2 separate regions of the Gossypium hirsutum genome follow, and region 1 is linked to region 2. A link is a contact called in public Hi-C data. All regions are on one chromosome and are shown on one strand. Each heading gives the region's core, a stretch centred on a gene start, on an enhancer-like site or on the middle of the called end of the contact. The rest is flanking DNA. Distances are from core to core; before and after follow the strand shown.

Region 1 (5,387 bases), core at 452-2,951, 43 kb after region 2:
AGACAACTAGGCACTGCCAATCTCAAAAGTGGGACCACCCCACCACACACTCCCCCAATCCCAGCCGTCCATCTCATCTCGCACCGTCCGCTAACCCGTACGTACCCCACCATCAGCACCACCATGTTCATGTTTGTAACCACGGACGCCATTGCCACACCTGGTACTCCCAGCCCCATTATCATCACCAGCACATAGTTAAGCGGCAAGTGGAACATCACAGCAACCAAAGAGCACCACATCATAGGCTTTGTCACCCGCTGTGACCTTAAGTAAACCCTCAATGGCTGTAACAAAGTGTTTGTTAAAAGATCCGGCAAAGAATACATACAGTAAGTTGCTGCCATTGCTGTGATATCTTTGTCTTGTCCCATGAACATCATAATGTTGTCAAGATTCACCCATAACAGGCTGATTGGTATGGTTGCAAGAAATAGGATTATGATCATGCGTTGGAGAGAGAGTGATAGCAACTCCCAGTTCTTGCTCCCATAGGCTTGGCTACACACAGGTTCAAGGCCTGAGGCAAGACCAACAAGCACAGAGTAACCAGTGATGTTGGTGAACCCAATGGAGAGAGCTCCACCGGCTAGCTCAAGGCTGCCTAGTCTGCCTAAGAACAGAACCGAAACCACTGCTCTTACAAAGACCAGCCAGTTCATGGCTGTTATAGGCAAAGCCATGCCCCATAGCTCTTTAACCTCTTCAACAACCTACAACATAAAAAAAATCTTATGTCAGTATGGTGTAAGAAATCAATAAATGTAAGATCAATATTTATATCCCTTTCCAAGGGCTGACCTCGGAAGCAGAGGGGAATTTGTGGGAAGAGAAATCTGTGTCATTTGCCATGAGTATCACCAAAAAGAAAATGGTTACAAAAGATTTCTAAGATGGCATGAAATATCCAAGGGAGTAATATAATCAAACAGGAAAATTCATAACCAGCCCAAGTTTCTACTTTTCAATCAAGTTGTGAGACAAGGACAGATATGGCCTTGTATACCCCCAAGTCCCTATTTTTCAATGCGTCTTATGTTTTTTTTTTCCCCCACAACTTTATGATCAAGAACTTAAAGAAAAAGGCAATAAATCAAATAAAAAGCTGAGAAGAACAAACTTCAATTTGGGTTGGGTCTTTCCTGTAGAAATCTCAAAAGGGAAATAAGAGAAGAAAAGGATAGGAAGGCATTAAATAGAAAAAGAAGAGGAAGGGGTTGTGAGAGATGTTAAAGGTGCAACGTTTTAAGAGTAAAAAGGGAAAGAAAGGGAAGAGTTATGGTTAGGAGTAAGGGGGGGTTTGTTGCTTAGTTGTAGCTATAAAAAATAAATGAGACAAGCATATATAGTAGTGATGTAAGTTTTAGAGCAGGAGGGAAAGAAAGGGTAAAATGGAAAAGGAAGGGACTTTGGTGATGGCGGCTGGGTAGAGAGAGAGAGAATGGAAAAGGTTGATTCAGGGTGAGAGAAGAGAAAGCGACCGAGGCAGAGAGAGTCCTCTACTTTCAGCCCTCACTCACTCCTCTATTCTTAAGCCTTTTCATTATTCATTATGACTGCTGCTGTGGCTGCCGCCGCTGCAACCATATATCAATTGTTTGGGGGCTTTTAACTGTAAATGAGGAGAGAGTGTGTTTGTGTGAGTTAAGAGACGGGGGAATTTGGAAATGCTCCTTAACTTCCATTTCCTAAACGCTTTATCTTTCCCTTCTTAATTAGAGGAAGGGTAAAACACATTAAACTTAGTTTGGTATATAGCCCAAATTTCTAAAAAAAGTTTTTCGCCTTTGATTTTATTTTATTTCTCCAATTGATTCGCTTTACTGTTTAGTAATTTAATATTTTTTTTATTTTTAAAGGGTTTGTTCGAAATTGAAAATATTAAATTCACGTTGAATCACTCAACTCAAATTTTGTATATCTATAAATTTTTTAAATTTATTTTAACAATTGACATTTTTATTTCGAGTTTCATAACTAAACATATATTTTATTTATATACTAATTTTTATCTTAATATTAAATTTACATTACTTTTTATTTATTTTTAAAAGTAATTAACTCGTGCAAAGGAATCCACTCATATAACAAAATGCAAAAGAATAAAGTGGTGCATTTTTTTATATTTAATTTCTATAATTATTCATTATCCATTAAATTTGTTTTCATTGTTTGTAATTGAAAATGAAAGTTACAAGTATTTTTTTTATCGATGTATTTTCTAGGATTTAGTTTCAAAATTAATATAAAATGTCATCTACGTTTGAATATTATATATGATAATTAGATTTTTAAGATTTCTTTTCTGGTAAGATTAACAACTCAAAGATTCCTCATTTTACTTGCAAATATCTATTTTTTCGGGATTAATCGATAAATCGAGTATTTTTTTATATTGTATTCAATATTTCATTTTACACTATACATTTTGTAAATCCTATTCGCTTGATTACAACACCTTAAATTTCAAGTAAACCAACAATGTGTGAATACAACACCTCAGAGTTCAAAACTTGCAATGTTTACTCTCCTCAAGCCCTCATTTCACCACTACCTACATCACTCACTACCTAAATCCCACTATCCTCACTCATCTTCACTACTAACCACTTCACCACCTCATTGTCTAAGATCACCATCAACGAGCCATACCAGAAACCTAACATGATAAAAATCCAGCAACCAAATAAAAAAGGAAGAAGCAAGCCTGAAGTGTGAACTGCAAAAATGAGAAAAGGAAAATATCAATAAAATAAATAAAACAAGGGGAACAAGAGAAAAAAAAATGACTTATCTCATGTGTTCAATGCTAGTGGCCAAATAAGATGTTGGTTTAGTTGGCGGCTTGGCATTGTGTTATCATTGAAGGAAATAAACGCGATGGTTTTGACAGTGAGTGGCAGTTGAGAGATGAGAAGTTGAGTTTTTTGAAAAAAAAGAAAAAGAAAGTTGTACTGTAGCGTCCCTTACTCAATTCGGTCACTAGACTTAAGCTACAAAATACTACAACTATTAACAGAACAATTCACAAACTTTTCTAGCTTTATATTCAATAAATCAACAAAATAACTCATAAGTCAAGTTTAGCATGATTCACAGCCAAATACACACAATTCAGATTTAAAATCAAAATAATCATTTCATAATCCATACAAAATACGATTTACAAACTAATACAAGTCCTAGTCAAGCTTACGAAAGCTCTTAAAACAACCCTAGAATAAATTAGGACTTAATTGAAAACTTAACAAAAAGTAAGAAAAAATCTACAAACAGAAGCCATATGGCCGTGCAACAAACTAAGGTCGTGTAGACCTAAATGTAAAATCTTTCAATCATTCACACGGCTGTGTAATCAAACCGTGTGAGAGACTGTGATCGTGTTTGACTAAATCCACCCTGATCATAAAGAGCACACAACTGTGTCACTAGCCTATGTGTGACACACGGTCATGTGTTAGCCCATATGTGCTAAAATATCTTTAAAATCAAGTTACACAATTGATTATTTCTTGTACCATAAACAAGCCTTTAATCATTCACTAGACCTATACAAAATGCACCAAAAGCATACTTAAACATGTTAATTTCCTACTTCTAACCAATATACCTTCATAGGCACCATCACAAACATTAGATACAAGTTATTATAAGTCATACTTTAACCTATAACCATTTCATACCACATACTAGTTAATATTCAAATCATCAACAAAGCTTTGTCATTCACATTAGCATATTAAATAACAAACGTAGCCAAAATCCATATATCCTTTTTACTAGCTACCATATATATACATATATACAAGAAAAACTATACCAAAGCATATTCATCAACTTGCACAAATTCAACCAACCCTTTGAAAATAACCTTTAAGACATTCCATAACCAATTTAACCCATCCAAAAACATGTATATTCCAAGCCAAAACATAGATGCCAATACTCAATTAAATATACAACCAATATGTCACATTTGACACCATCCAATCAATAAGCATAATCTAACACAAGTCATACCATAATTCATATTCTTATCTTGTCATAAGCAAGATTGTATGCATCTTAACCTCAAGGCTTTACCATTTTTATATACAAATAACCATTCATTATTTCATCAAGTTACCAAATGCATATACTCATATAATTAAAGTTCAACAATGCCAAAACACAACACATTTATTGCATTATTACTATTTGACCACCCTATGTACATGCCACATATAACCAAGCTCGAAACATTCAAAAGTCTACTAAAATCGAGAGATGATAAGTGTATGCATCTCGCTGATCTGATTGACAAGTTCTGAACATCCAAAATCTACAAAGAAGTGGTAACATGGGTAACTATTATAAAATTCTTAGTAAGTTCATACAAAATAACAATGTAATTACCTTTATTACTTAAAAAATATATAATCTATTATGCAACACAAATTCCCTATCAAAGAATGGCAAAACAATATCAAATAGGTGAGACTTTGGATCAAAAGTCATATTTTCAATCTCGATAAGCAATATATCAAGCTCAACCCAAATATACATATTGTATCTATTTCACGACTATCTTTTTCCAGATCAATATCATTGTTTCCACATTTCATTTGTATCTTTTGCCAACATCAATTTCATATTTTCACTTGTCCATCTTTTATTTCTGCCCGATGAAACATAGTAAAAGAACTTAGCATACAAGTGAAAATAATAGTGTTGGGTTACTTGTTTAGGTTAAACCTACACGATAAATATCAATTGCTTATCCAAGCTAATCATGAACTATAGTGTCTGATTACTCGTTTGAGTTAAACCTACACAACAAGCATCAATTGCTTGTTCGAGATAATCATAAAATAATAGTGCCTAGTTACTTATTTGGGTTAAACATACACAACATATAGCCTGGTTAGGGCTTAATATACATGCATCCTCGAGTCCACAACAAATGCTAGAGCTCGGCACCATTATGCATCAACCCGTAACCTCGTACATGAGACTTTTACTGAGTTCATTGGAGGGAAGTTGTTCAGTTTATCTGCACCATTGAGTGGTTTATCCACACCGTTTAAAAAGCTTTTATCCACACCATTTGAGTGTTTTAACTACACTGTATTAGTTGGTTCAATATACAAACATGTTGTGCATCCACAACCTTTTGGCAGCTTATCTGCAAAAACTTTTTAACAAAAAACCTGATGGTTCACCCCCTTTTTATTACTAGTGGTTTATCCAGAACGAGTGGTTCGTCCACAACGATGAGTGGTTTTATCCACAACGTGGTGTAAATGTAGAAGAGTTTTGGGGAACTGCTACTGTGGTATGTAGCAGTGGGGTAGGACCCTTTTCTGATAACTTGAAATTGCATTGCATTTATAAGCATTTGCATGATT
Region 2 (5,755 bases), core at 1,043-3,542:
CTTCGGAACAAGAGAATCTTATGTTTCAATTCACGATATCAGATTTTCTTTTAAGGATCGTATTTTTTAAAAACTCTTCAAATTTTCAATTTTCGACACTAAGACACTAATTAATCAACTAGGTACCAATTTTGGGCGTATCGAGGGTGTTAATCCTTCCTCGTGCGTAACCGGCTCCCGAACTCATTTTTCTGAATTTCGTAGACCAAAATCGTTGTTTTAATAAAATTAAATCATTTATTAAGAACAACCACTTTTTGAGGTGACCCGATCACACCTCGTCAAAAAAGGATTGGTGGCGACTCCCGTTTTCATTCTTTTTTTTTAAATCCAAGTCGACCCCGTTTTCAACAAAAAATGGTGTCAACAATTCCCATAAACCAAAATATAAGTTTATTATGTATTAATTTGATTGTAAGATGACTGAATTGAAATTTTTTTTTTGGAGAGGTAGGTCCCTGCTTATCCTTTCAGATTTACGTTTGATTATTAGTTTAATTGTACTTTCTAATGATTAATTTTGGTTATAGTTATTATGATGTATTTTTTTTGTGAAGATATGTTTTCTAATAATTAAATTTGTTTATAATTATTTGTAATTGTGTAACTTAAAAAAAATTGCATATATTAATTCAACAATACATTATTATGTGCGGATAATCTTTTCCTCTTTGCTGAAGCTGACGTGGTGCAGGGTTCAACTATCAAAGAGATATTGACTTTTTGTTTTCTTCTCCAGCAATACCGATCCCACTCTTGCGTCTCATATTTGTAATGTGCTCGGCTTTAATGAGGTTTCAGATTTGGCCACTTACTTGGGTATGCAGTTGTTCCATAGGAGACTAACCACTAGTATGTTTAAGTTTGTTTTGGATAAAATCCGGAAGAGACTCGATAGTTGGGATGCCAAGATTCCATCCATGGCGGGACGAATTATTCTTGTTAGATCTGTCCTTATGGCAATCCAAGCTACTTTACGCAAACTACTTTGATTCCAAGCAGAATTTGCTCGTAAATTGAGAAATTTGCACGGGGATTTATTTGGGGGAAATCCGCTTCTAGCTGGAAACCGGCACTAGTTAGGTGGGAAGAATGCTGCCAACCGCAAGTTAATGGAGGTCTGAGCCTTAGGCACTTGAAAGAACAAAATGAATCCTATTTTTTTATTAAAATTGGGTTTCCATTGTGTCACCAATAAAGAAGCTCTCTGGGTTAAGATCTTACGTTCCAAATACAAAAATTATGAGCAGTGCCCGTTGGATATATCTCGTTCTAGATGTTCTTTCGTTTGAAGATATTTAGCTAAGGTTTGGCCTCTCTTGCACCAAAGCTTATGCTGGTCCGTGGGGGATGAATGTTGGATCAGATTTTGGAATAACACCTGGGTCCATTTATGTCTCGTTGCATTAATAGCAAAGGCATCAACAAGGATATGCCTCTTAAAAGTGTGGTGACTGGATTATCTTCACCATCACCTAGATATCTGTTCTTAAAATAGCTGGTATTCCGCCCCCGAATCGAACTATCGGACCGGATTCTCTTATGTCGAAATGGTCCACTAACGGAGAATTTTCAGTTAAGACGACGTAAGTTCCCTCTCATGGGATTCCTAGTCAGAAACAGATAAAAAATAATCCTTAGTATAGTCTTTCTGTTGGTCCACAGCGAGTGCACCAATTTCTTCGGCTTGTCCTCTAGAGGCTTCTCACTAATGCTGAATGGTGCCCAAAGGGTAAGACTGATAATGGGATATGTAATATGTGTGGTCTTTTAGAGGAGACTACCTACACGTTTTCGACTATTATAAGGCTCGTGTGACTTGGTTGCAATTCTTTCCTCCAAATTTGCATGACAGGTTTTTCTCTCTTCCTTTGTTAGCTTGGATTTTAGAGAACCTTAGAAATAGCATGGGGTTATATTTCCATGATTTCACTTGTCACTCCCTTTTGGTGTGATTTGCTGGAAATTATCGAAGCAAAGAAATCTCCTTGTTTTTAAAAATAAATCTTTTAACGTGTTTGATATTGTCAAAACCTCTTGGAGCAAGGTAGTTAACATTAAAGAGACTGATTGCAACTTTGCTCATACTAGTCGTGCTCGTTCACGGTTGACAAATGGTCCTCGCCACCACCAGGTTAGGTGAAATTGAACACTGATGATGCTAGGAGACCTGACTCAGGAATGGCTTTGGTGCCTAGGGTTGTCAAAGACCATTGCGGCATATGGATCTATGGATTCATACGCAATATTGGATAGTGTAGCATTGAGCAAACAAAGATTTGGGCAATATATGATGGTCTTAAGCTGTTGCGGTCCAAGGGTTGGAGAAGTGTGCTTGGGGAAAGTGATTGTTTACTGTATTCAAGTGTTTTTTGGCCGACTCAAAAGGTTATTTTTGAGGACATTTGAGGAATAATATTTTCGGGACTATTCAATGTTTGGTCATAGTAGTCATTTCGAGGGGAGCTATTCAATGGGTATTATGGGCCTTTATGGAATAAAAAAGAAATCATCTATTCGGCTGCATCGTGAATTCTTGAATCAAATTATAGCTTTATTGTAGCGCACAACGATTGCAAGCATTTCTCAGTCGTCCTTTAGAAATTTTTGCTCACATCAAACATGATATTCAAGGTGTGGGTAATAGACTTTTTGATGGTTTGTAATATGTACCAAAAAAAAATTTATAATTTAATTTAATAATATTTAAAATATTTTTATAACCAATTAAATTGTTATTATTGAATATAAAGATTGAAGATAAAATAAAAATAAAAATGATAATTAACTAAAACTAAAGGTGTTAATGGGTCGGATCAGACTTAGGCATAATATTAACACATTTTATGTTCGCCCAAGTCTAGCCCGGCTCAAAATATGAGTTTCAAAATTTTGTCCAAGCTCGTTTATATTTGTAAATAGCTAACTCAAGCCCATTTTAAGCTTACCCATGTTATTTTTAAAAAATTTTAAAATATATTTATAATATTTTTTAATTCAAAATTTAATAATTTAATATATTTTTATTTATTAAAATTTTATATATAGTCACCTTAATATTTTTTAATGTTTACTATTACAGATTTAATTTTTATGTGTTATATGTTCAAAAAAATGTGTTATAAATTATATAATATATAAAAATAACATAATATAAAATATTAAAAACTAAAAAGTGGGTCGGATCATGTTGGGTCGAGCTCGGGCTTAAAAATTCAAGCCCGAGCTTGACTCAAATTTTAAATAAGCCTAATTTTTTTTTGCTCAAGCCTACTTTTCAAGCCTAATATTTTTGCATGAACCCTCCTAAATTTATCTTAAAGACTGTTTGTCATGCTCCAATTTATCTTGTAAAAGATAAGTCCTTCTATCTTTGTTTTAATATCTGATACCTATATGTTTTTGTTGTGTATGACAATAATAGTTTAAAAATAAAAGGTTGTTAAAAACTGTTAAAAGATTTATGGATTTTTTGTTGTTGTCTTTGTTGGCACAAGTCTAACAACAACTTAACAAGTTCTCCGCAACTTGATATCCTAACACATATTGTTATATCCCTACCTCAATTTAGACCCAATTAGACCCTCCATTAGGCCAACCAGGGCCCACTAAGTGGCATAGTTGAGGGAACTCATCCACTCTCAACCTTAATACACTAATCTCTCTACCACCTCTACCTGAGTCCCTTTACTTGTTTGACTCTCAACCCTAGAGTAGGTGAACTAGCCTTCTTTGACACCGCTCCCTCTCCTCCTTCTCCATCTCCATTGATATTGTGTTTCAACAATGATGCGTGAGCATGGACCAAACTACCCCAAATCCTCCACCACCAAACCCTTCGTAGTCATCTTGAACCGTTTGGTTCCTACAAAACCAAAGGTTATTGCATTGGAAAATTCTTGTTAGAGAGGTTATTGATGGGAATGTGTCAAATAGAGAATACACATAAAACATAATGTGCGTAAACCGTGAGGAAATTCTTCAATTGAGTCTACTCTCTTTTGAATCTTTATTCGAGAATGCCTTGTTAAGTCGAGTTGGAACATCGAATAAAGGAATAAGGTTGTCTAGTGTATAGACTTCAATTCTTGAGATGGTTAGGAAAATTGGTTTTTTGTGTGTTGAAATTATGGAGTCTTTGGTGTTTTCATGTGGCATACAATATAATGATTAGTGCATATGATGTTGATATGTGGAAAAACCCAATATTTTATCTATAATGCATTAATTAAAGGTCTTGCTCATGGTCATTCTCCCGTCACAACTTACTATTAGATAATTACAAAGATGTGCTTAGACTTGGAGTTTGGTCCATGAGAGTCACGTTTTCTTCGTTAATAAAGGCTTGTTGTTAGGTTTTTAAATTTGGTTTTGGAGAAAGTGTTCAAGGCCATGTTTGGAAATATGGGTTTAAGCCACATGTCTTTATTCGAATTGTTTCGATCAATTTTTATACGAATGTTGGGTAAATTGTTGAACAAAAAAGGGTATGGGTGTTCGACGAAATGCCAGGAAGAGATGTTTGTCAAGATAAATTGAACTATTAGACATATATAATCTGTCCACTCACACATCAAAAGGTTGTAAAATGAGGTTCTTCGCATTGTAGGAGAGCTCAACAAACATTCATTACATAAATTCGGGTCGAGTAGTCTTGGCCGATGGTAGTGATTTGACACGATTTTTATCACGTAAGTCCAAGCTGAGTAGACTTGGTTGAAAGCTATGATTTGACACGATTTTCATTATGTAAATTCCAGTTGAGTAGACTTGGTTGATGTGATTTAACGTAGTAGAACCGTACTCTCCACGAAATTCTGAATTACAAAAGCCACAGTAATGTGATTGACCTGTAACTTTTATCATAAGCCTCCCTCATGCGTCTTGAAGCAATACCTTCTTACTTTCCGTAAGCCTCCATCCATGCGTTTTAGAGTAGGGCCACTTTATTACTTTCCATAAGCCTCCCTCCATGCATCGAGGAATAAGGTTATCTTATTACCTTCCGTAAGTCTCCCCTTATACGTTTGGGAGTAAGATCAAGTTATCACTTTTCATAAGCCTCCCCCTATACGTCTGGGAGCAAGCTCACTTTATTACTTTTTGTAAGCTTCACCCCATGCGTCTAGGAATAGGGTTATATTATTACTTTTCGTAAGCCTCCCCCATGTGTTTGGGAGCAGAGCCACTTTATTACCTTTCGTAAGCCTCCCTCCATGTGATTGGGAGCAGGGTTACTTAATTACTTGCCGTAAGCCTCTCCTATGTATCTGGAAGCAAGACATTCGCTATTCTCCAAATAATAATTGCGATCAGCCTACATTTGGGCCCTTCTATGAACCCTTTGAACTCTCAGCGGAGATGAGGCATATCTCCAACATTCGAACCCCTCAATGAACCCTTCGGGTTCTTAGCAGAAGTAAGGCATATCTCAAATATTTGAGCCCCCCCCCGAGAGTCCTTCAGGCTCTTAGCCGAGGTAAGGCATATCTTCAACATTTGGGCCCCTTGGGACTCTTGGTAGAAGTGAGGCATATCTTATTCGTAAAATTCAGAGTTAGGTTAATGAATAAATTTTATAACTACGAGCACATGCACTTTATCTCTCTAGATCAATAATTATTTTCAGATCAACATTATAATACCACTTTTCGCAAGTACTTACTCAAATATTACTCATAAAAACTCATTTCTTACGTTTCATATTACCAATGAATGGGTCGCATATCTTACATTTTACAATGTCAATGAATGG

Evidence for each region. Hi-C and Micro-C count contacts between places; a contact is called where the count stands out from the background.
Region 1: a Hi-C map of leaf shows a contact between it and region 2, with 2.1 times the contacts expected there. The contact joins the promoter of LOC107889362 here to the enhancer-like site in region 2. A contact is called at or near these places in 7 of 34 Hi-C or Micro-C datasets (callus, hypocotyl, leaf and 1 more).

The regions. Positions count from the first base shown.
Region 1 is chrD09:40,879,233-40,884,619 of Gossypium_hirsutum_v2.1, forward strand. LOC107889362 (protein DETOXIFICATION 54) reads right to left here and starts at 1,702. Exons shown (of 3, transcript XM_016813755.2): 1 at 802-1,702; 2 at 1-713. The coding sequence starts at 852.
Region 2 is chrD09:40,836,004-40,841,758 of Gossypium_hirsutum_v2.1, forward strand. No RefSeq gene overlaps it. Among protein-coding and RNA genes, the nearest start is that of LOC107891377, 21 kb to the left of the region's middle. Within about 2 kb of position 2,293, at least 2 of the 9 cell types and tissues checked have an H3K27ac peak or open chromatin away from gene starts, as enhancers often do. A contact at or near this core is called in leaf, where this site is marked.